2 separate regions of the Sus scrofa genome follow, and region 1 is linked to region 2. Evidence: chromatin contacts called from public Hi-C data. All regions are on one chromosome and are shown on one strand. The core of a region is the stretch at or near the end of the contact, and the rest is flanking DNA. Distances in the headings are between cores, read along the strand shown.

Region 1 (4,594 bases), core at 1,333-3,832, 190 kb before region 2:
TTGGAGCTTTGAATCTGACAGCCACAAGGATGCTTTATTCCTTGAGCCATGTCAGGCTTCTTCTTAGTAAAGGAATCAGTCTAAGGCTCAGCTTTCCCTCTTCAAGATTAAGGCACTTGGGCTCTTGGAGGCAGAAAGTCACACTCCTTGGAAGGGGGTGGGGCAAGGGTAAAATGGGTAGAGGGGTTGAACTGTAGGGTGACAGATCGAAAATGGAAAAACTTTCGGTGGTGAGCCTGCTGTGGTTTATACAGAAGTCAAAATATAATGTTATAGCCATGAAGTCTATATAATGTTGTGAGTCAGGGTTACCTCAAAAAATATTCATCCTTATTACTGTTTCATGATAGTCTAACAGTACAGACTGATAGCATCTTTGTGAGGGTAATCTACTGATATCAGGCTCTTGTATAAAGCCAGGCATGGGATTTTGAGTGGTTCCCTCTGTCGTTATAAGGAGACTGGAAAGTCACAAATGGCCTTTGCATGTGTGAAAAGAACATACGAGTTTAGTGATTTCTCTGAGTACTTTCTCTGTCCAGTGTCAGGGTCTCTTTTCACCCCACCTGGATTCCTAAACACTCGCAGTCTATGTTAGCCCACATTTCAGTGCAGTCCCATCTGATACCATCATTGACTGAGGGCATTAGTCTTGTCTCCTTCAGTGGATATTGACCTGTTTGTGGGGAGCAAGTCATATTGTTAGTAACACACAATGGCTGATTTAACAGTGTCTGCAGATACTTCTCTTAAGGATTTGGTGCATAATCATAGACATATTCTTTCTTGTCCAGCGATACCTACTCTGTGATTTATGGAGCATCACGACTTGGTGTTTTTAAGAGCTTAGGTTCTAGAATCAGACTGCACTGGTTCTTCTAATTGCTACTGTGGGATCTCAGACAAATTCCTTAACCTCTTTGGACCTCAGTTTCCTCATCTGTATATGAGAATAACAATGGCTACTACCTCATAGGATTGTTAGAAGCTTTAGATAAGTTAACATATGTGAAACCCAGAAATCAGTGCCTGGAGCAGAGAAAGGATTCACTGTTGCTATTTTAAGAAATATCTAGACCTCTAGGGTCTTGACATTTAGGTTGGTCATAATTTGTATGTTCAGGAAACCTGATGATTTTAAACACAGGTGGCCTGGGATCTCTGAGCAATTTTGGGTCATAATGGAGTGATATGGCTCTGAAAAGTATCCAATTGTTCAGACGAATGTATATGAGAAATGGAACTATGACTACATTAGCTCATATGAAATGGAACTCAACTATGACTACAGTCCTTTAGAAGATTTTGGTTCAAGGTTAAGGTGAAATAAATGGATTGACTCAGAAGTCATGGCAACAGGTTGGCACTATATGCTTGAAGTTCTGTTATCTCAGCAAGAAATAATTAAAGAAAATTCATGAGAGGATCCCAAAGCTCAACAAAATCTTGAATTAAAAATCTCTTTCAGCAAAGTCCTTTAAAGCTGTAATAGGTTCCTTAGTTGAAAGTCAACTCCAGTCAGCTCCAGCTTTGATTAAATAACCATGTGGTTCTCAACCACAAATGGCATTGGAGAATGTGGTGGCTTGTCTCCAAAGATGGCCCCAGGGAAGTTTGCTTTCCATTGCTCATTCTTTTTTGGTCTTTTCCTCAGAACTCTAGAATGGCTATGAGACTTGCTTTGACCTGTAGAATGGAGTAGATGTGAGGTGCCATGAGTCTAGGTCATAAGAAGGCTCACAGTTTTCTCCTGTCCTTTGGAAATGCCAGCTCTAAAGGAAGCCAGTCACCAGATAGGAATGCCAGATGTTCAGAGGCAGCTATGCCATGAAGTGGTGCACCGAGAGAGTGGGAGTTGTTCACCTAGGCTGGAGAAAAAAGGGGGTGCATTATCTGTAGAGAATTTGTAAGCAACGAAAAGTCTGTCTGCTGTTTTTTATTACCATGCACAGGCATTTTTAAACAATGTCAGTGATAAAATATTCCTTCCTGTGGGTGGACCACTCCCACTTCCTCTCTTACCCATCCTACCCTGCTATATGCCAGTGCTATGAAGCCCAAGCTAGCCATATGGAAAGAGAGAGGTCTGGCCAGCTCCCAGCTCTTCAGCTATCCCAGCACATGAGAGAAGAAGCCCTCATGGATGTCCAGCCCAGTCGGGCTTTCAGAAGACTCCACCCCCTGCTGTCATCTGATTGAAACTGCATGAAAGATCAAAAGCCACAACCATCCAGCTGAGCCTAGTCAAACCACAGAACTCTAATAAGAGATAACATAAGAAGTTGTTTCAGGCTACTAAGTTTTGGGTTGGTTTTTTATTCAGCAATTGATGAGCAGAACAGAGAAGAAACATGTAAGAGGGAAAAAGCCTCTTGGAGAGGCTCTTTTTTCTTCTTTCTCCGTTTAAGGATAAAATAGCATCTGAATATACTTTGCTGTGTAGCATATTGAGAGATTGGCATAACATGATATTAACAGGCCAAAAATACCAATTTCACCACTAGATGGAAATTATATCTATGTAGATGTTGCTAAGCAACAACAGATCAAAATCTATAAAGGAGTGACCGTAGAATGCAAAGCATTTGGTCAGCCTACTAAGTTCCTGCTGCATTTTTTTTTTTTTGTCTTTTTAGGGCTGCACGTGTGGCAAATGGAAGTTCCCAGGCTAGGGATCAAATAGGAGCTGTAGCCATAGCAATGCTAGATCCGATCCATGTCTGTGACCTACACCACAGCTCGTGGCAACGCTGGATCCTTAACCCACTGAGCGTCCTCATGGATACTAGTCAGACTCCTTACTGCTGAGCCACACTTCTTTTTAAAAACATAGTTACAGGAAGAACTGATGTCCCTGGTATGTGTGTGTATGTGTTGGGGGAGGGGGGAACATAGGGACTTAAAGTGGACAGTGCATACCTCATTATTATTTGCCTGAAATAATGAGCAGGGAAAAAAAGGCCAATACATGACCTGAAAAATGGGCATTGTTCGTAATTTAAAAATATGATAATCTTTAAGAATAAATACTGGCAACACTTGGAACTTTGTAAGGGTTAAAATCTTTTCCCTTGAAATACTTCAAAACTTTATATAGCTGTGAAAACACGGAGATTAATATGCGATAATGCCTTTCTGAGATTTACAGGAATTATTATTTGGTGATGAGCAGATTCAGTGTATTTTTGGGGAGAGACAGTCAATAGGTCAGTGGGGGCTACAAACTTTTCCTCTAGTCAGAGAGGCAGGCTGAGAAAGGGGGTCTAACTGAGGGCTTTGGGAATAGCCTACTAGCAGGTGCCAGGAAAACATTCATAGAATGAAGTCTCTGCCCCTTAACTGTTCTTTACCAGCAGTCATTTTCATTATTTCCTCTGGGTGACCTTTCATCCCTCCATTTTTTCCTGATAATTAGTTTTTTAAATGAAAGAGGTAGGAGAAAAAAAGGAAAGCTCAATAGAAGACAAATAGGAACTGAATGTATGTATTTTGAATATTTTTTAGCAAAATAGATTGAAAATACATATAGGTGGACCCCTAACACACACCTTATTGGGACACCCCCCCAAATATCCAAAGTCTCTCCTGAGACGTGGGCAGTAGGCACAAAACCATTCTCTGTGAGTAAGAACCCTGCTCTCTGCCTGCCAGCGTTGCTGTGGGTCATGCTCTCTGTCGAGCACGGCTAGAGCAGACCCACCAAATCCCATGTAAGTGGTCAGAGCACAAATGAGGCTGCCGGTGGGTAGTCCTACCCTATTCATGAGCTCTTTCAGAACAATTTTCATTACTTTTTTTAAATACTGTTTTTGGCAAACACTTGATACTTGAAATAAAAAATGCATGAGTCACCTACTGGGATAGGCACAGTGTGTGGTTCATTGAATTTAGCTAAATTGTGAGTCATCCATCAATAGTCCTCTTGGTGAACATACTTGTAATAATTTCACACGTTGCAAACAAAAATAGGTATGATTTTCAAGATTCTTGACGCTATTCCCGTTGGGGACTTTTGGGATTGTGCTGTGTGCTGTGTGTGTGTGTGTGTGTGTGTGTGTGTGTGTGTGTGTGTGTGTGTGTTGCTAGGTGGCGAGAAAATCGTCAGCCTGGTTTTCAGACGGATCCAAGGCGCATCTCTGTCCTGGTGTAAAAGAACTTTGATTTGGGAGGCTTGGGGGCAGAAAATGGAGCTGGAGTCATGAGTTAGAGGACATAAGAAGAATTAATGAATAATATTTGTCCTTGTCAGATCATTGGCTTTTAAGATGAATTTCGGCATCTGGAAAATGACTGGTTCCAGAAGAACAGTTTCAGAGCTACAAGAATATATTCACGTGCCACTTTTTTTCCTGATAGGGGAGAGCAGAGCAGAGTGGTTATGCGTGTCTGTGCACTACTGCCCTCTATCGGATGGCGCTAGCGTTTCAGGTTGTGCCCAAATTGAATGAGTGCTCTGGCTCGGTGGCAGGTAACCCAGGCAATTAAGTAGTATGGGTCTAAGACTTTTTTTTTTTTTTTTTTTTTTTTTTTTTTAAATAGCTGGCCTGTGTAAGCCAAAAGAGATCTCCCTATGTCCAGAGCAGGAAGAGTTTAG
Region 2 (4,793 bases), core at 837-3,336:
GCTGTGGCTCTGGCGTAGACTGGTGGCTAAGGCTCTGATTAGACCCCTAACCTGGGAACCTCCATATGCCGCAGGAGCGGCCCAAGAAATAGCAAAAAAAAAAAAAAAAAAAAAAAAAAATCCTCCGGATTTACTCGCAGATGTAAGAAACAAACCAAAAGAGTAGTAATTAGCACCTTGAACTTATTTAAAGCTTAACATTTGTCTGGATGCTGTAAATGCTGCCCTGAGCATTCTGAAAGCTTTTTGCTGTGAGGGCAAGACCACATGCATCCAAGATGATGCATTAGATGTTCTGTTTTTCCTTAATGACGGTGGAGAACTGGAAGGAAAGAGCTTTGGCTTTTGCACTTTTGATTGATGCTCTGTTTAAATGGGGCCTTTTTTTTCTTTCTTTCTTTTTTTTTTTTTTTTTTTTTGGTCTGAGACACTCCGGCTTCCTGTCCTATTCATAAAGAGGGGCAATTACACCCAAGATTGGCCAAGCAAGAGAGTTTAGAGTGAGTGTGCAAATGCATTACCCCAAACCAAATAACAACATGATAACTAATATAACATTTTGGGCAACATTTCCCTAGTGAAAAACCAGAATGGGAGGCCACAGCATATTTCAGGAGGCCAAAATCTGTACATTGAAAAGAGATTCTACACCAAAGTTTGTGGAACCTTCAACAAAATCTTTAAAAGCCGGGACTAGCAAACAAAACTTTTTCCAATTCATACCTTCAATGTTGAAATAAGAAAAATGAGTTGCAATGAGAAAAAGAAAGCATCCGAGAGCCCTCTCCCGTTACCACTAAGCCTGCCTGTATTTTCCATGAGGAAAGGACCGTGTTTGTCTTGTTTACCTTTATATGTTCAGTATGAAGGATGATTTTCAAAGTGTGCCACAGCTGGAATGGCACAGCAAGTCCCTGCCGGTCAGAGCCCAGGATCGTCAGGAAGTTGTACCAGTAGGTTCCAGCTGACGATCTGTCTTGCCCGAAGCCAAGAACAGTGCATGTTGGAGGCTAAATTCTCTATCAGCAATTTTCTAACGAATAAGTGAATATAGTGCATTTTTCATATCTAAACAAGAAAAAAGCCCAATATAGAATACTTCTGTGTTTAAGTTTTCTTAAGTGGCATTCAATCCTGTCTTTACTGAGCCAAGCATCCGTTATGTTTCAGTGTTTGAACTAAGAGGTCAAACCCACTGCCTGTTCTTCGGTCAACAGTGATTTAAGTACTAACTGTTTTCCCCAGCCTTTTTTTTTTTTTTTTTTTTTTTTTTTGCTATTTCCGACTATTTCCTAGTCGGATTCGTTAACCACTGCGCCACAACGGGAACTCCTTCCCCAGCCTTTTATGCCACAGCCTTCACTAAGCACTGCCAAGAAAAACCTCCATGGGGGCATTGTCATCCCATTTTTTTCAAATATGGAAGCCCATCGAGTCACCCTCAAATATGCATTTCCAGATTGTCTTGAAAACTCTGCATGCAACTCTTGGCTGACTTCAGGTAGGGCCCCGGGCTGACAGCAGAGGTGACTGGGCAGAGAACTGCCTGCTCCAGAATCTCAGGGCGCTCAGAAGCCACCCTGCCTCTGTGCATTCACTTGCCCTAAATAGTCCTCCAACTCTAGCGCTGCCTGAAATTGTTCAATTAGAGGTTGATTCCGTGAACTTGGCTCCTGTTAAAATGCAATACCCCTGGGGGAGTTAATAGCAACTTCCAACTCAGTGTGAAGATGTTTATCAGATTCCCTTATAAAGCAGGTTGTGATGGAGCAGAACAACCCTTGTGGCCCCTCCAGGGAAGCAGGAAAGCACCAAGGAGGGAAAAAAATTTCTGAAAGGGGAGGCTAGGAATACAGTCACCCTTGGATTACACCATTTTTTCTGGCTGGCCTTCATCTTAAGTGTTAAAATACTCTCCATTCGTATCATGAAATCTGACCTACTTATCCAATAAACTATTCCAATCCAAAACCACATCAAATTTGTGTGTGCCCAAGTTTTCTCTATCTTGACCAAATACAGGAAATGAATCACTTTGCAAAGCACACAGAGACCAGCCAAAGCAATCTGCAAATTGTGTAACTCTGTCCCAGCTCTCAGCTCTATGTATTCAGCAAGAACTTGAGGAGAAATCTCATTCCTGGTCACCCTCTCAAAAGCACACGCCCGGATTTTTTTCGTAGACTTGTGGGCTTTGATTTTGCAACCTCTGGTTTGGGGAACAAGCAGAAAATAGTAACTGTAAACTCCATCTGTTTTGCGCTTTTGTGTTGTTTTGTCCTCTCTTGTGATACACTGGAATAGTCTTTTCACTAGGAAAATATAAAGGGAACCTCCTTTCCTTATGTACACGCACACACGTATATAAAAACTGCATGACCATGAATTGGTGACCCATGTAATTCTCTTTTTAGCAAAGGATGAAAAAAAAAAAAAAACCTTGAAGAACAGAGGAGAGAGCTGCTTTTCCTGAATCACTGAGCCAAGCTATTGGCAAACTTGGAACTAGACTCTGGTTTCAGATATTCCGTTTTATTCTTATTTACTGAGTTGTACCAACTGTGGAGACTCACCATACTTTCTATTTCTGAAGCGGTTTTAAAAGCCACCAAAGTAAGCAGGTATATTATCTTTGCTCAGAGATGGTGTGATGTTCTATCTATACTTATCACTGAATTCAAGTACAGGATCTTTATAAAGTCTCGGTGCCATTATTAAACTTTTAACTTCAAAAGCACATGAGGTAGACATGATAGTAAACTGTAAATGGAATTTAAAAGCAAATTCAATTTTCTCCTTAGAGCTGTCATGAACTTCAACTCTGCTGGCCATATTTCATTTGTCACAGGATCTGAAATGAGGACATATTGGGTGCAATTGTGTAATATAGTTGTCCTAAACTTTAATACATTTACTTTTGAGTACCGTTTACAGATTGTTTCTTTAACACGCACAACATGAGTTATTAAAGTTTAAAAGTGCACAAGGCCCTTCTGAAGACCCTGTTTATAGCTCAAGTACAGAGCACAGGAATTCTGGCTAAATTACCTCTTTTTGCTGCCAGCCCGTTCTTCATTTCAGACAGGCTACAATATCCAGAGAACCGTATGTCCCTTTTCAATGAAAAGGAGATGTTCTTCACTTCTAGTATTTAGTGAATAACTGGTGCTAAAGAGTTTCATTTTTAAAGTGCTTTTTTCTTAGACTACATAGATAATGTCAAGATCTAACATAGGAAGACTAGGTATTGACCAAGGAAGACAAGCAAGAACAATAAATAAGAGAATTAGAAAGCTGACCATCTGTAGATGTATGCCATTCAGGAGCTACCAACTCAGGGTCTACCATTTCTTCAAGGTCCATGCAAGTGCATATCAAATTTCCTAAACACTCCTAGTTCACAAGGATGTAGCCCTTCTCTGCATTCCTAAAGCATCTTTAAAGTGAGCCTGAACTCAGTGGGATCTCAAGTTCATGGTAGAATCAGACCTAGAACCTACAGCTGTTCTCTTTCCTCCTGATCCTGCCTTCGTCCTGGGGTAAGGAGTGGTCAAATTTGTAGTTTGGATGGAAAACCAGATCTGGGGTGTGAAAAAGGAAGATTCATAGGTGTCCAAGGCTTTGAACTTGGGTAGCTTAGAAAATATGGTGCACTCACATTGAAGAAAAGGTAATGGGTTTCATTTTAAACAAGTTGAATTTGAAATGATGGCAGAATATCAAATCCATTTGTTCTGATTGGGTCAGGATTCTTAGAATAATAAAGCCCAGAATCTTAGTGTAAAGGCTGGGAATCTCTGTAGAATGATGAACGAAAGTTGTAACCTTGGTAATGAAGAGAACTTCAAAGTTAATTCAGTGGCCTAGGCAGGTTTGAATGACATTCCAAAGCCCTGTTAGAGGGATGGACAGGGCAATTCCAATGACTGTTTCTTTAGTAGCAACTGTGGCCTTTTTATTTGGAGCAGGTCTTCGATGGCCAGCCTTGTTCTATATGTCAGGTCAAAGGTCCACAGACTACAGCCACTCTTGGCCCACTGCTTGTTTTTGTATGGCCTGTTAACTAAGAATTTTTTTTTTAATTTTTAAATAGTTGAAAAAAAATCAAGAGTCATATTCTGTGACAAGTGGAAATTACATGAAATTCAAATTTCAGTGTTCATTGAAATAGAGCCACATCCATTCATTTACATATTTACATATTGTTTATGGTTGCTTTCATGCTACAACAGCAGAGTTCAGTGATTGCAACAGAGACCATATGAAAAATAAAGCCTAAAATGCTTACTCTGTGACTCAGGAAATTTTTGCTGACCCCTGTCCTAGGTCTTTAAGAGTTCAGGCATCTAAATCCTTAGCATTCCCACCTGTCCGTCCATCCATCCATCCATCTATCCATCCATCCATCCATCCATCCATCCACCTGTCCATTGATATATACATACAGTCAGCCAGCCTGCCTGCCATCTAATGTTAGTCAAGTATACACTCTATGAAGTTCTACAGAATCCCAGGACCTCATACTTGCTGTCAATACCAACGCTTTATAGCAGCGCCACCTCCTGTTTAAAGACTTGGGCATCCAGTTGGAGCGTGATACGTCACAGGATAGTTGAGGTCTGAGTTTTCCGTATCCTCAGGTTCCTCCTCCCTAGAGTCTCTTCTCAAGGCCCAGCCCTTCCTGTGGCTGGAAGACGAATTAGTCTTTAAAATAGGAGTGGGGCTGACATTGCAACTGTCAACCCAGGAAAGAGGAGAATTCCTGAGGTCGGGAGCCAGGCCAGGCAGCTTTT

Evidence for each region. Hi-C and Micro-C count contacts between places; a contact is called where the count stands out from the background.
Region 1: a contact with region 2 is called in a Hi-C map of embryonic fibroblasts, with 2.3 times the contacts expected there. The contact joins two enhancer-like sites. A contact is called at or near these places in 3 of 47 Hi-C or Micro-C datasets (embryonic fibroblasts and epiblast stem cells).

The regions. Positions count from the first base shown.
Region 1 is chr7:63,923,874-63,928,467 of Sscrofa11.1, reverse strand. No RefSeq gene overlaps it. Among named protein-coding and RNA genes, the nearest start is that of BRMS1L, 200 kb to the left of the region's middle. Within about 2 kb of position 2,582, at least 3 of the 83 cell types and tissues checked have an H3K27ac peak or open chromatin away from gene starts, as enhancers often do. A contact at or near this core is called in embryonic fibroblasts, where this site is marked.
Region 2 is chr7:63,736,159-63,740,951 of Sscrofa11.1, reverse strand. The region is part of intron 1 of LOC110261570 (a long non-coding RNA gene); the gene reads left to right. Among named protein-coding and RNA genes, the nearest start is that of MBIP, 79 kb to the right of the region's middle. Within about 2 kb of position 2,086, at least 14 of the 83 cell types and tissues checked have an H3K27ac peak or open chromatin away from gene starts, as enhancers often do. A contact at or near this core is called in embryonic fibroblasts, where this site is marked.